Linked DNA regions of Rattus norvegicus: region 1 is linked to region 2. The links are chromatin contacts, called in public Hi-C maps. All regions are on one chromosome and are shown on one strand. The core of a region is the stretch at or near the end of the contact, and the rest is flanking DNA. Distances in the headings are between cores, read along the strand shown.

The links. Hi-C and Micro-C count contacts between places; a contact is called where the count stands out from the background.
Region 1: a Hi-C map of liver shows a contact between it and region 2, with 4 times the contacts expected there. The contact joins the promoter of Ccdc174 here to the promoter of Lsm3 in region 2. A contact is called at or near these places in 6 of 12 Hi-C or Micro-C datasets (the A7r5 cell line, Schwann cells, frontal cortex and 2 more).

The regions. Positions count from the first base shown.
Region 1 is chr4:125,948,051-125,953,432 of GRCr8, forward strand. Ccdc174 (coiled-coil domain containing 174) reads left to right here and starts at 1,375. Exons shown (of 11, transcript NM_001009659.2): 1 at 1,375-1,488; 2 at 3,864-3,968; 3 at 4,852-4,952. The coding sequence starts at 1,447. It also overlaps the pseudogene Rps11-ps14.
Region 2 is chr4:125,576,322-125,582,022 of GRCr8, forward strand. Lsm3 (LSM3 homolog, U6 small nuclear RNA and mRNA degradation associated) reads left to right here and starts at 1,864. Exons shown (of 4, transcript NM_001106611.1): 1 at 1,864-1,984; 2 at 2,666-2,776; 3 at 5,178-5,273. The coding sequence starts at 1,964. It overlaps Xpc (XPC complex subunit, DNA damage recognition and repair factor), which reads right to left and starts at 1,763. Exons shown (of 16, transcript NM_001107874.1): 1 at 1,611-1,763. The coding sequence starts at 1,704.

The sequences.
Region 1 (5,382 bases), core at 125-2,624, 370 kb after region 2:
CTTCTAGGGAAGGATTTCCTAAAATTTTTCCACTCACAACTTCTTTTTACCCAATATTATTTTCATGACCTCAGATATACATATATAAAGATATATATATATATATATACATATATATAAAGATAATTTAAAAATTATTTTAAAACAATTCTTTGGCAAATGTATATTTTCACCATTTATTAAAGATGAAAAACAATTTGCATCCTAATGACATGAATGCGCTTGTTTTCAACATAAGGAATTAAATGTTAGTTAAACATTTGATACTGTAGGTCACAGAGCATTGTCAGTGTTTTCAGAGTTGATTGTTATGACTTTATCATCATCAGTGCTGAGAACACACTGCTTTGCAAAGATACAGCAAATGCATGTTTAGGGCCATTTCAGAAATTGTTGGAAATTTTGTCTAACCCCAGGTCAAAATACTTTTAATAAATTAGCAATTCAAACAGTAATTTCAAAAATAGAGTATTCTGGGGGTTGGTTGTGATGGTACACATGTTGTGTGGTTGCGTGTGGGTTCCATGCAGTCAGGAACTCTATTCTACACTTCTGGTCCCTCAGGGGGAAGGGATGTCTCAGCACGGGCCTGCTGACACCCCCTTTCCTCATATCTCACCACATCTCCATAGAACATATCCCCCCTCTCTTTATCTTTATATAAACACATCGTATGGTGTCACACAACAGTATAGTATAGAATAGAGTTTATTCAGGACATGGGGAGGGGAGTTAAGAGGGTAGGTAGTAGGGGAGAGAGAGAGAGAGAGAGAGAGAGAGAGAGAGAGAGAGAGAGAGAGAGAGAGGCAGGGGAATGGGGTGAGAAGGGACAGAGGAGGAAGAGGGTAAGAGCAAGACAGCAAGAGAGTGAGGAGAAGGGGGCAAACAGCCCCTTTTATAGAGTCAAGCATACCTGGCTATTGCCAGGTAACTGTGGGGTGGAGCATACCTGGCTGTTGCTAGGTAACTGTGGGGGTGGAGCTTAGACAGAATGTTAACAACTACCACCACCAGTTTTATTAAATTCCTTTTGTTTTCACGTTGGAGACGCTTGAGTTTACTCAAGATGGTGCTATTCTTTCCCATCATTTAAGACTCTCCATTCAATATAGTGTGTATTGCGATGAAAGCTATATTCCTTCCGTCTCAAGACGGCGACAATACTAACCATTTTCACCTCACTTTTTGCTCTCTTCAAGATGGTTAATTGCAATCGATTTAAACCCTAAGCCACCCTCTGACCTTCTCAAAATGGCGACGTACCGACTAGGTAGCATACACTGACGCTTTCAAGATGGCGCCGAGGTCGTAAATCTATGTCGCAAAATTACGGAAACTCAGCGTCGCTATCAAAGCTACTTCCGGTTCTGCTCGGGGGCGGACTCGTAGGGTCTGACTGAGGCCACAGGGAGACCGGGTCCCGGGACCCGACACCTTGGCGGGACGATGGATCGAAAGAAAAAGCCTTTGGACGTTACAGCCTCCTCGGTGAGTTCAAGTGTGGCTTAGCTACTTGCTCCGTGTTTCCTCCGCCTCTCTGTCGAGAATGGTGACCTAACTGTTGCCCCACGCAAGTTAGGGGCCTGGAACCTCCATATGACAGGGATACCAACCCGCCTTCTCTCTGCGGGGACCCTCGACCGCATCCTTACTCACAGGATCCTGAACCCGGCTCCGCCAGGCACCTAGGCTGAGCTCGCCCTGCGGTCAGCCCCCAGAAGCCATCCTCTCAGGGATCTCAGGGCGCATCCTGCGGGTCAGCCGCCAGAGCTGGCTCGCTGTTTGCGGGCACTTGGAGGACGTGCCTTTCTTGCGTTCTCCTCCAGCCCAAAGTCCTCGAGCATTGGGATATGATTTGTCCAGTACCTAGGGTTCCCCTAGCAGGACCCAGACAAGTTAGTTAGTGCCTTGTGGGCTGGGCTACCCGGGCGCGTGAGCACTGACAGGATGTAAGAAGTTTTGCTAACTTAACCACTCTCACCAGAAAACTTGTAAACAATGTTCACATTTTGTGTCCGTGCTTCATATGCATGCTGCCATAGAGTCCTCAGAAGTGCTTTTGAACGTAGGTGGTATTAATTGTATTAATTGTCACTCTTAATGGATAATGAAGTTGACACTCAAAGATGAATGCCGTTTTCCTCAATGTACTTACAGATTTGTTGTGTGAGAAACCAAGTTCAGTTTGATTGACTGCAAAACGGTGCCTTTTGTATTTGTTCTCCGAACAAATCGCCTAACCTTTGACTTAAATCTTGAATTTCCAATGGGAATACAAGAAGAAAACATCTAATGTATCAAATATTTTGTTGGAATTTGTTTTTTAATATAAAAAATTGGTAATTATGTTTGCTTGGATTCGGTACTTACAAACTGAATGAATCAGGATGTATTTGCACGTGCTCTTAACTTCAGCATGTAAGTGTCAGAGACAAGTGGATAGAGGCCACTGTAAGTCAGAGGCCAGTCTGAGCTACATAGTTCCCGGATAGCCAGGGCTGCACAGTGAGACTCTGTCTTTAAAAACTAAACCAAACAAAACTAAATTTTAACTTGTCCAGAGGATAATATTTCAATAATTATAATACAGATGAAGTCTTGGAATTGGTCATTTTGTGAGCTTAAATTCAGAAGTAGTTGTAGAACAGAAAAACTTATAGCTAGGTAATTGAGGCATTTACGAAGAGTTAAAATAGAAGGCAAATTTTTCTTCTATTTTTAAAGAATTTTGAATATTGGGTCCTGGAATAAAACTACTTTACACTGTTAAAATCCCTCCAATAGTACCTTTAAGTGGATTTATTTCAAATAGAAATCACTGAACTCAGTCATTTAAGAAAAAAGTTCTTTGGATCTGGAGAGATAGCGCATAGGTTAAGAGTACTAGCTGCTCTTCCAGAGGATGTACACTAAAAACCAAAAAGGAATCATTAAAGAAATGTTTAAAGGATATTTTTCATTTTGTGTATAACTGCACCTTTGTCTCTGTAACACTTGTGTGACTGTGCCCTGGTGCTGGAGCTAACATAAGTGCGGTTGTATGCCACCATGTGGGTGCTGGAACCTAACCTGAGTCTTGTACAAGTGCTCTTTAACTGCTGACTCATCTCTGCAGCCTCAGGGTTCAGTCATATTTATTTTCCCTGTCAGCCAGTAGTGTCTGATTTACACATGCCATTACATAGAACCACTTGTCATTGTGTCATTTCCCCCATTGTACTGTTGGAACTAACACAGCTGAGCAGGAGGGGCTGCCCCATTCTCTTTACTTGTGCTCCCCTCTCCCATTTACTTATTTATTTTACATATGTGAGTACACTGTCACTGTCTTTACACACAAAGGAAGAGGGCATTGGATCCCATTACAGATAGTTGTGAACTATCATGGGGTTGCTGGGAATTGAACTCAGGACCTCTGGAAGAGCAGCCAGTGCTCTTAATCGCTGAGTCATCTCTCCAGCCCCCCTCCCATTTTTAAACCTTGTTAAACTTATTATTATTTTTAAACAAACTAAGTCAAACTTGACTCTATACTTTTGGGATGTGTCCCACAAACAGAAGGTGCTTCAGAAAATAGAGGAATGTATTATGAACGTGTAAATGCCATTTCCTTACTACGTCCGCCACTCTGCTCTTGGCAGAAAAAAAGCCTTAAATGATGAAATTTAGAGTAGAATTATATTCGTAGCAAAACTACAGCAAACCAAGTGCCGTTTAGTTGTGTATGGAGTTCTGTATTTAAACATTGTGTTTCTTGTCTGTGTTTAGGAACCTCAAATCTTCCTTGGAGAATAACTGTTGCTTTGCAATCCCAGTCACCTGCCAAAATTGAGATAAATATTGTTTACTTTCTTTTATTCTAGTTGGTAGATCTTAAGGCTGAGCTTTTCCGAAAACAAGAAGAATTCAAACAAGAAAAACTTCTAAAAGATTCTGGAGTTTTTGGAAAACCAAAGACATCTAATAAGGTAAAAATATCTCTACCAATTCTAAACATGGGAGATTTGTTATTTTACATTTTTGAAAAATGTTAGTGGTTATCAGTAAATAAGTAAATGTTAAAGGAAAAAAAAATCCCTGACTTGCAATTGAACATTTGCATAAATTTTGTTAAATATTAAAATTAGTACTCTTTAAAAAAAGATTTTACTAATGTATGTTGTGTTTATGCATGCTTGTGTCATGCATGCATGTGCGTGCCACTTGTGCATGGGTGCCTTCAGAGACCAGGAAAGGGTATTAGGTCCCCTGGAAATGGAGTTATGTGTGATAGTAGGACAAGCAATGTGGGTGCTAGGAACTGAACTAAGGTCCTCTGCAAGAGCAGTAAAAGCCATCATAAAGAATGCTAGGCTATCTTTCCAGTCCCAATATTCTTCTTTAATATGCTGTTAGTAAGTGGATTCTTTACATTCTCATGGAAGATTAACATGTATTTTGTATTCCAACAGAGATAAACAATTGTAAAATATAGAAATAGACTTAAAATCTGAAAGAATTTAAGAGTTTTCAATTTTTTTATAGGTAGTAATCCACTGTATTCCTTTGCATTCTATTCATGTTCATTGAAATATTGAATGGTGTAGTACTCAGTCAGGGGTAAACTCAATTGAGAAAGTAACTCAGTGATGCTCAAAAGGACATTCTTTATGTGAATGTGAGATGAACTTGTTTTCATCTCCAGCTTTGTCATGTGCAGGTAGACTAATGTAGGCTGTAAATTAGTTGTCAGAATAAGTAGTTCTCTGACGATTCATAAGATCTAAGGATTTTCTGTGATTTTGATGCATCCGAGTTGAGTTTATTTTGCAACCATATGGTTTTATTTTGTTCTTTTGAATCATTTTCCAGAAGCCAAGTATCTGGAGCAAACAAAATGCAGGTGTTTCCAGTCGAGCAGAGAAGGACGCTGAACAGAAGCTTGAGGAGCAGAAGACTTTAGACAAATCAAGGTAGTTACTCCTGAACAGGAAAGTACCAAAGAAATAGACATTGAGATGTTACTCTTCCTGATGTGTATCCTTTGAGCCCAGTACTCCACAGTATAAATTCCTTGATATCCGAGGGGTATTGGTTGGTTCTAGGACCCTCTTCTACTTCATGTATCAAAGCTCAAGGATGCTCAAAATTGATAAAATAGTGTGATTTTAAAGTCTTTTCTAGATTCCTTGCAATGCTTAAAATGGTGCAAGTGCTATATAAATAGTTGTTATTCTGTATCTTTTAGGGAATGCCAAGAAAGAAAATCTGTATAGATAGATACAATGTATATATTAGCAACAATCTAACATTGTTTTGGAATATTGTTTCTTTCCAATAAGTTGAATCTAGACATAGGAACAATGGAGGGCCAGCTGTCTTCTAAAAATACTGTAATTTACA
Region 2 (5,701 bases), core at 614-3,113:
AGAGATGGCTTAGCAGTTAAGAGCACTTGCTACCTCTTCAAGAGAACCCAGGTTCAATTCCCAGCACCCACACTGCAGCTCGCAAATCTAATTCTGGGGGATCCAACACCGTCATCTAGCCTCTGCAGGCATAACTCATACATGGTGCACTGACATGCATGAAGGCACTCCCATACCCATAAAATAAATAAATAAATAAAATGCAATGTTTTTTCAGGGATGGAAACAAGAGGAAATACAAAATAGGATATTGAAGAACATGAGACTTGTTTTAATGAAAGTTACATTTTCCTCAAGCAATCAGATAAGAAGATCACTTGAGAATGAGAGGTTGACATGGCAGTAACTGGGATTCCGTGGTAGTGGGTTCCCAGGAATGACTACCTTAAGATGATCATGGAGTGTCTAAGACCTGAAGCAGAGAGGAAATTAGCACCAGCAAGAGCCACAAAGAACATTCTAAGCCAAAGAAACACCAAAGGCTGAGCCTCCAGATAAATAAACAGTAAGTCTAAAGAGGAGAAAGATGGTCAGAGAGAACCAGGCATGGTGACATCTGCAATCCCCGTGATCAGGAGGTAAATTAGACTGGAAGATCGACTTCTAGGCCAGCCTGATATTTAAACAGGAAAAAAATCAAAATAAGAGTATCTGGAGAGGAGACAGAGTAGAATTGTGACAACCTCCAAATCTTGTGGGAAACAAGCTAAGAGAGGTAGATGCTATACTTGGAGAGCATAAACCTAAGGAGGTTTTAAGTAAGAAGACAGAGGCATAAGGTTTTGTTGTGGTTCTACATCCATTTGGCTGCTAGATGATGGGGCAGACAGATGAGAGGAAGCCAGAAAAGAAGCAACCTGAAGTTCATTTCCTTAACGATATGGACAAGATCTCTAGCTATAAAATTAAGAGAATTAAGTACAGATTTCGGTGGTTCCAAAGCTGAACTGGACTTGATGCCGAACTGGCAGTTAAGAAGAGATGTGTTCTAACGTGTGTTTTAAAAGGGATGATTTATTGAAATAGAACAACTGGGGGGATGGATATGTTTAAGGGGAAAGATGGATCTTGTTCAAGATCTAGATTAAAAACTCATTCCAGCCAGGGCGTAATGGTGCATGCCGGTTAATCCCAGCACTAGGGAGGCAGAGACAGGCGGATCTCTGAGTTTGAGGCCAACCTGGTCTACAAAGCAAGTTCCAGGACAGCTAGGTCTACACAGAGAAACCCTGTCTGGAAAAACAAAGCAAAAAACAAGAGTAACAGAAAGCGCATCCTAAAAACCCGGAGCTGGAGTTACACTGGATGGCAGTCAGGAACTTGATGAGAGAGATCTCTCACTACAGGTCTCCCTCGGTCCTGGTTTTTGGCATCTCCTGAGATACCAGGCAATTGCGAAGCTTTCTCCAGCTCGGCCTTCAACACTTGCTATGGGGCTGAACTTGGTACTAAAGGTTAACCGAGGGGTTAAGACAGATAGCAGAGGCCCTCGGGGGCTGGAGGGGGGACGCATCGGGCCGTAAAGACCTTGCGGTAGACACAGATCCGCTCCGCCGCCCGCCCCAGCCTCCGCCACCATCGCCTGACATGCTGCAGACTTGGCCTCTCACCCGCATCGCTCTCCTCAGGCCGGGTTGCTTTGTTGTCCTCGGCTTCCTGGCCGCGCTTCCTCCGCTTTCCGCCTGCGGTACGCTTTCGGGCCATGCTAGCCAGAGGCGTTCCTCCGGACAACCACGCAGGACTGCCGAAAGTCTCCGCGTGCCGGCTCCGCCCCGAGGCGTGCCATGCCTGGCCGCACCCCCAGCTCCGGATAGGACCACGCCCTCCAAAAAATCCCGCCCCCATGCAAACTACAAGGGCGCGAAGGGACAAAAATAGTGTAGTTCGCCTTCCAGTGCGTGGCGGCCCAACGTTTCCTAGTGTCTGCTCTCGCGAGAGGTGGAAAGGGCGCAGCGTTTGAAACATGGCGGACGACGTAGATCAGGTAAGTTTGTCCTGGGGCGTCCGAAGAGGAAGTGCTTTCGTTTCTTAGCCGGGCTTGCTTTTTCCACGCTTCCCGTGGAATGGCCCTTTTCTTTTTCCCGAGTTCCCACGGCCTTCCGCAGCCAGGCCTGCTCCTAAAACTTCCGTAGGCCCAGAGTTTCTCAACCCGCCCATCTGCCCATCTCGCTCGTCGTCGCCCTTTCTCTGTAGAATGCAGACGGCTGTGGATATCCCATCTATGGGAGATACGGTCGGGATTCCGACAGAAAGAGTACTGTAGCGGTAGGACACCAGCATAGTAATACGTGTAAGCACCTGGCACGCAGGCAGTGGCTCACTTGGAGTGTGTTACGAGGGGAGGTCAGATAAAAGGTGCAGTTATGTGAGATAGAGAAACTGCTAGAGATGTAGTATATAGAAAACAAGCAAAGACCTGGCACACAGTGTTTCTCTTCAGAGCATGTTGTTTTAAATGTGTTCTTTATTTAAAATGTTCGTTCCACAACTAGAATATAAGTTCCTTAATAGGGATTTATTGGGGCTTAGTGGTTAAGAGCACTTTTGGCTCTTGTAGACAACCCTGGCTGTGTACCAACACCCACATGTTGCTTTCACTGCTTAACAGTGATTGAAACACCACACTACCTCAGTGTTCCATTACTAAGCCTTCTTCTCTCATCAGCAACAGACCACCAATACCGTAGAGGAGCCCCTGGATCTTATAAGACTCAGCTTGGATGAGCGAATTTATGTGAAAATGAGAAATGACCGAGAGCTTCGAGGCAGATTACATGTAAGTCTGTTAAGTTATCTCAAAACCAGATGCTCCCCTGTCATCCCTTCCTACCTCCTTACAGATAAGAACTGCAACATAAACTTATTTTTTTTAATTATACAATGACTTTTGGGAGTTGGAAATTCCTTTATTGGCTTTTAAAATATTTTTTCCTTAACCAGAATGTTTTTTAGAGAGGGATGGGACTCCTGTGAGACCAGAACAAGGCATCTGATTGCCCAGAGCTGGAGTTACAGACAGTTGTGAGCTGCCTGGTGTGGTTGCTAGGAGCCAAACTCAGGTCCTCTGCAGGGATAACCAGTGCTCTTAATTTGAGCATCTCTACAACCCTGTAGAACACTTTTGTTTTCTTCAGCTTTGTCCTCTGTTTATTTAAAATGAATAAACTTCTTTTTGTTTTAGACAAGGTCATACTATGTAACCCAGCTAGCTTCAAACTCAAGATCCTCCTGCCTCTCTCTCCTTAGAACTGGGATTTTAGACATGCACTACCACTCTTGCCATTGTCCTATGTTTTTAAAAGTTATTGGACAGGGTGTTTTGGTTTTCGACATATAAAACTCTCCTTTGACATGAAAAAAACTAAATAGCAGGCCAGAGATCGTTCACCTAGTATGTGGCAAAGCCCCTAGCACTACCAAAAAAAAATTAAACACCATAGAAATCTAAAGGTGAAATTCCATTTTCTCTGCACTATTCAAAGTTGGCTACATAGTCGTCCACATCTTTTCTGCATGTGTATATGCTGTCTGTGTTTGAAGGAGGATCCTAGTGAGGTACGGTGGCATGTGCCCATAATTCCAGTACTTAGATGACTGAGGTAGGAAGGTCATATATTTGAGGCCAGTCTGGACTACATAGTGAAACCTTGTCTGGTATGTACACACCTTTTCCACACGGTTTCTGTGTGGAATGATTATGCAGCTGACACAGTTGCCCAGGATTCTCTATAAGGCTTCGGTCACTTTTTTGTTTTTCCAGCCTTAAAACTGCATTGTGCACTTTTACATATATTGCTTGTGCACATTTATGATGCCTGTGGAATTGGTCCCTTGAAGTAGCATTATTGTGCACTTAGGGTTTTGTCTCTTCTTGTTACTTTCCTCAGAGCTGTTGGTTTACAACGGGAATTGGAATTAAGTCTTTTTAGTTCAGGCTTAGAAATAGCCCCATACTGGCACCCACAGAGCCAGTGTGGGGGACAGTCTCAGTCTTTCTTCTATGAAGAAATTTTTAGTTCTTTCATGAAACCTGAGGATAAAGAACCTCTGTGACTTGGAAGGAAATTGGACTGTTGATCTACAAGCCAGCATTAGGGAAACAGCGGTGCCAGTTTGGTGAGAAACATGGGATGGAGCTAAATTGAAAGGCTCTTCGGCACATGGAATGACCCCAGGCTAGACCATCGCCTTTAGTTTGGAGGTGTCTGAAGCTCTTACCTCTGTAGTAAGTGGCCCAGGTTTCTGTTTCCTCCCTGCTCTCCAGCTGAACATTTTGCTCATTTGTGTAGCTGCCAAGCAGTTCCTTCTCAATGTGGCGCCTGGCTATTTTTAATCTTGATATGAGCAGGCAAAAGCACTTAGCACTTTGTTAGAAGAACATATAAGTGGGTTCTGAACAAGCCCCAGGAGGTTTGCTGTTAGTAAAAGGGATGAACTTTGGAGGTTGCACTAAACACTGTGGTTGCAATCCTTCCTGCCTGAGCCCACAGATGCCAAAGCATGTTAAGCTCTGGACAAGTTATAAATGGGCAAAGTAAAGGTGGGACAGATGATTGGTGGGTAAAGTTTGAGTGCTGAAGTTTAGATCCCTAACACCTGTGGAGACCCCAGAACAAGCTCTTGCGTTCAACTTAAAGACACTACCTTAATACATACGGTGGGGAGCAACTGAGGAAGGCATCTGTTTCAGCCTCTGGCATCCACACACTTGTAAACATGCAGTACCCGTGTATACTGTACACACATACCCATGTCCACAAAAATGGGCCAAACTTTGCTACACCTGTTTCATTTTTGTGAGCATCAAATGACAGTTCCTGCTTGAGAACCGCAGTGCTATCTATCGCACAACAAGTGAGAGGACTTTTTGCTGCTTAGTATTCCTGAAAGAAGTCTGACAGAATTTGCTGTTTTTCATAATAAACTTGTGAATGGTGGGGCCGCTTTGGGTAACAAGTAAAGGAAGAACTTAAGTACTCTCAGGTTACTTTGAGTGAACTTACTTTTTATCATAAGCAGTAGCGCTTGTAAAGACATGATAGACTAGCACAGAGGGAGTGTTTGTTATTTTCATGTAAAAATTTTGGGTGTAAGTATTGAACCTGTTACTTATAATCCACTTGTATCTACTTTTTGAGCCCTATTCCTTGTTTCTCAAATCTCACCCTCTACTTCAGGCTTACGATCAACATTTAAATATGATTCTGGGAGATGTAGAAGAAACTGTGACGACGATAGAGATTGATGAGGAGACGTATGAAGAGATATATAAAGTGAGTCCTGCAAGTCTTCTCTCTTCACAATGTCAGTTCTCAACATGCAGCAGCTTAACACGTTTGTGGAAAGCCCGCTATGTTCTGGCGCCTACTTAGGAACCACTGATAGAGTGTATAGCTAAGTGCAAGGGTTTGGGAGTCACACAACCCGTTTTTAACACCAATCTTAAAGTCAGCTGTATTGCTAACATGGGTGACAGCTCACAAAGCTGGGGACTTGGGGCACACTATACAGCCTAGAGGCAGCTCAACGGTTTGAGAGTGCGCTTTCCAGTCAGCTGAGTTGGTCTGAGCCTTTGCCTCATGAGAACTGGGATTAAAAGCTTGTGCCACCACACCAAACCCACAAATACAATAGTGTCTTTTATTAAATTTAAATTTAAAAAGTATTTTATATGTATGGGTGTCTGTATATGTGTGTACTA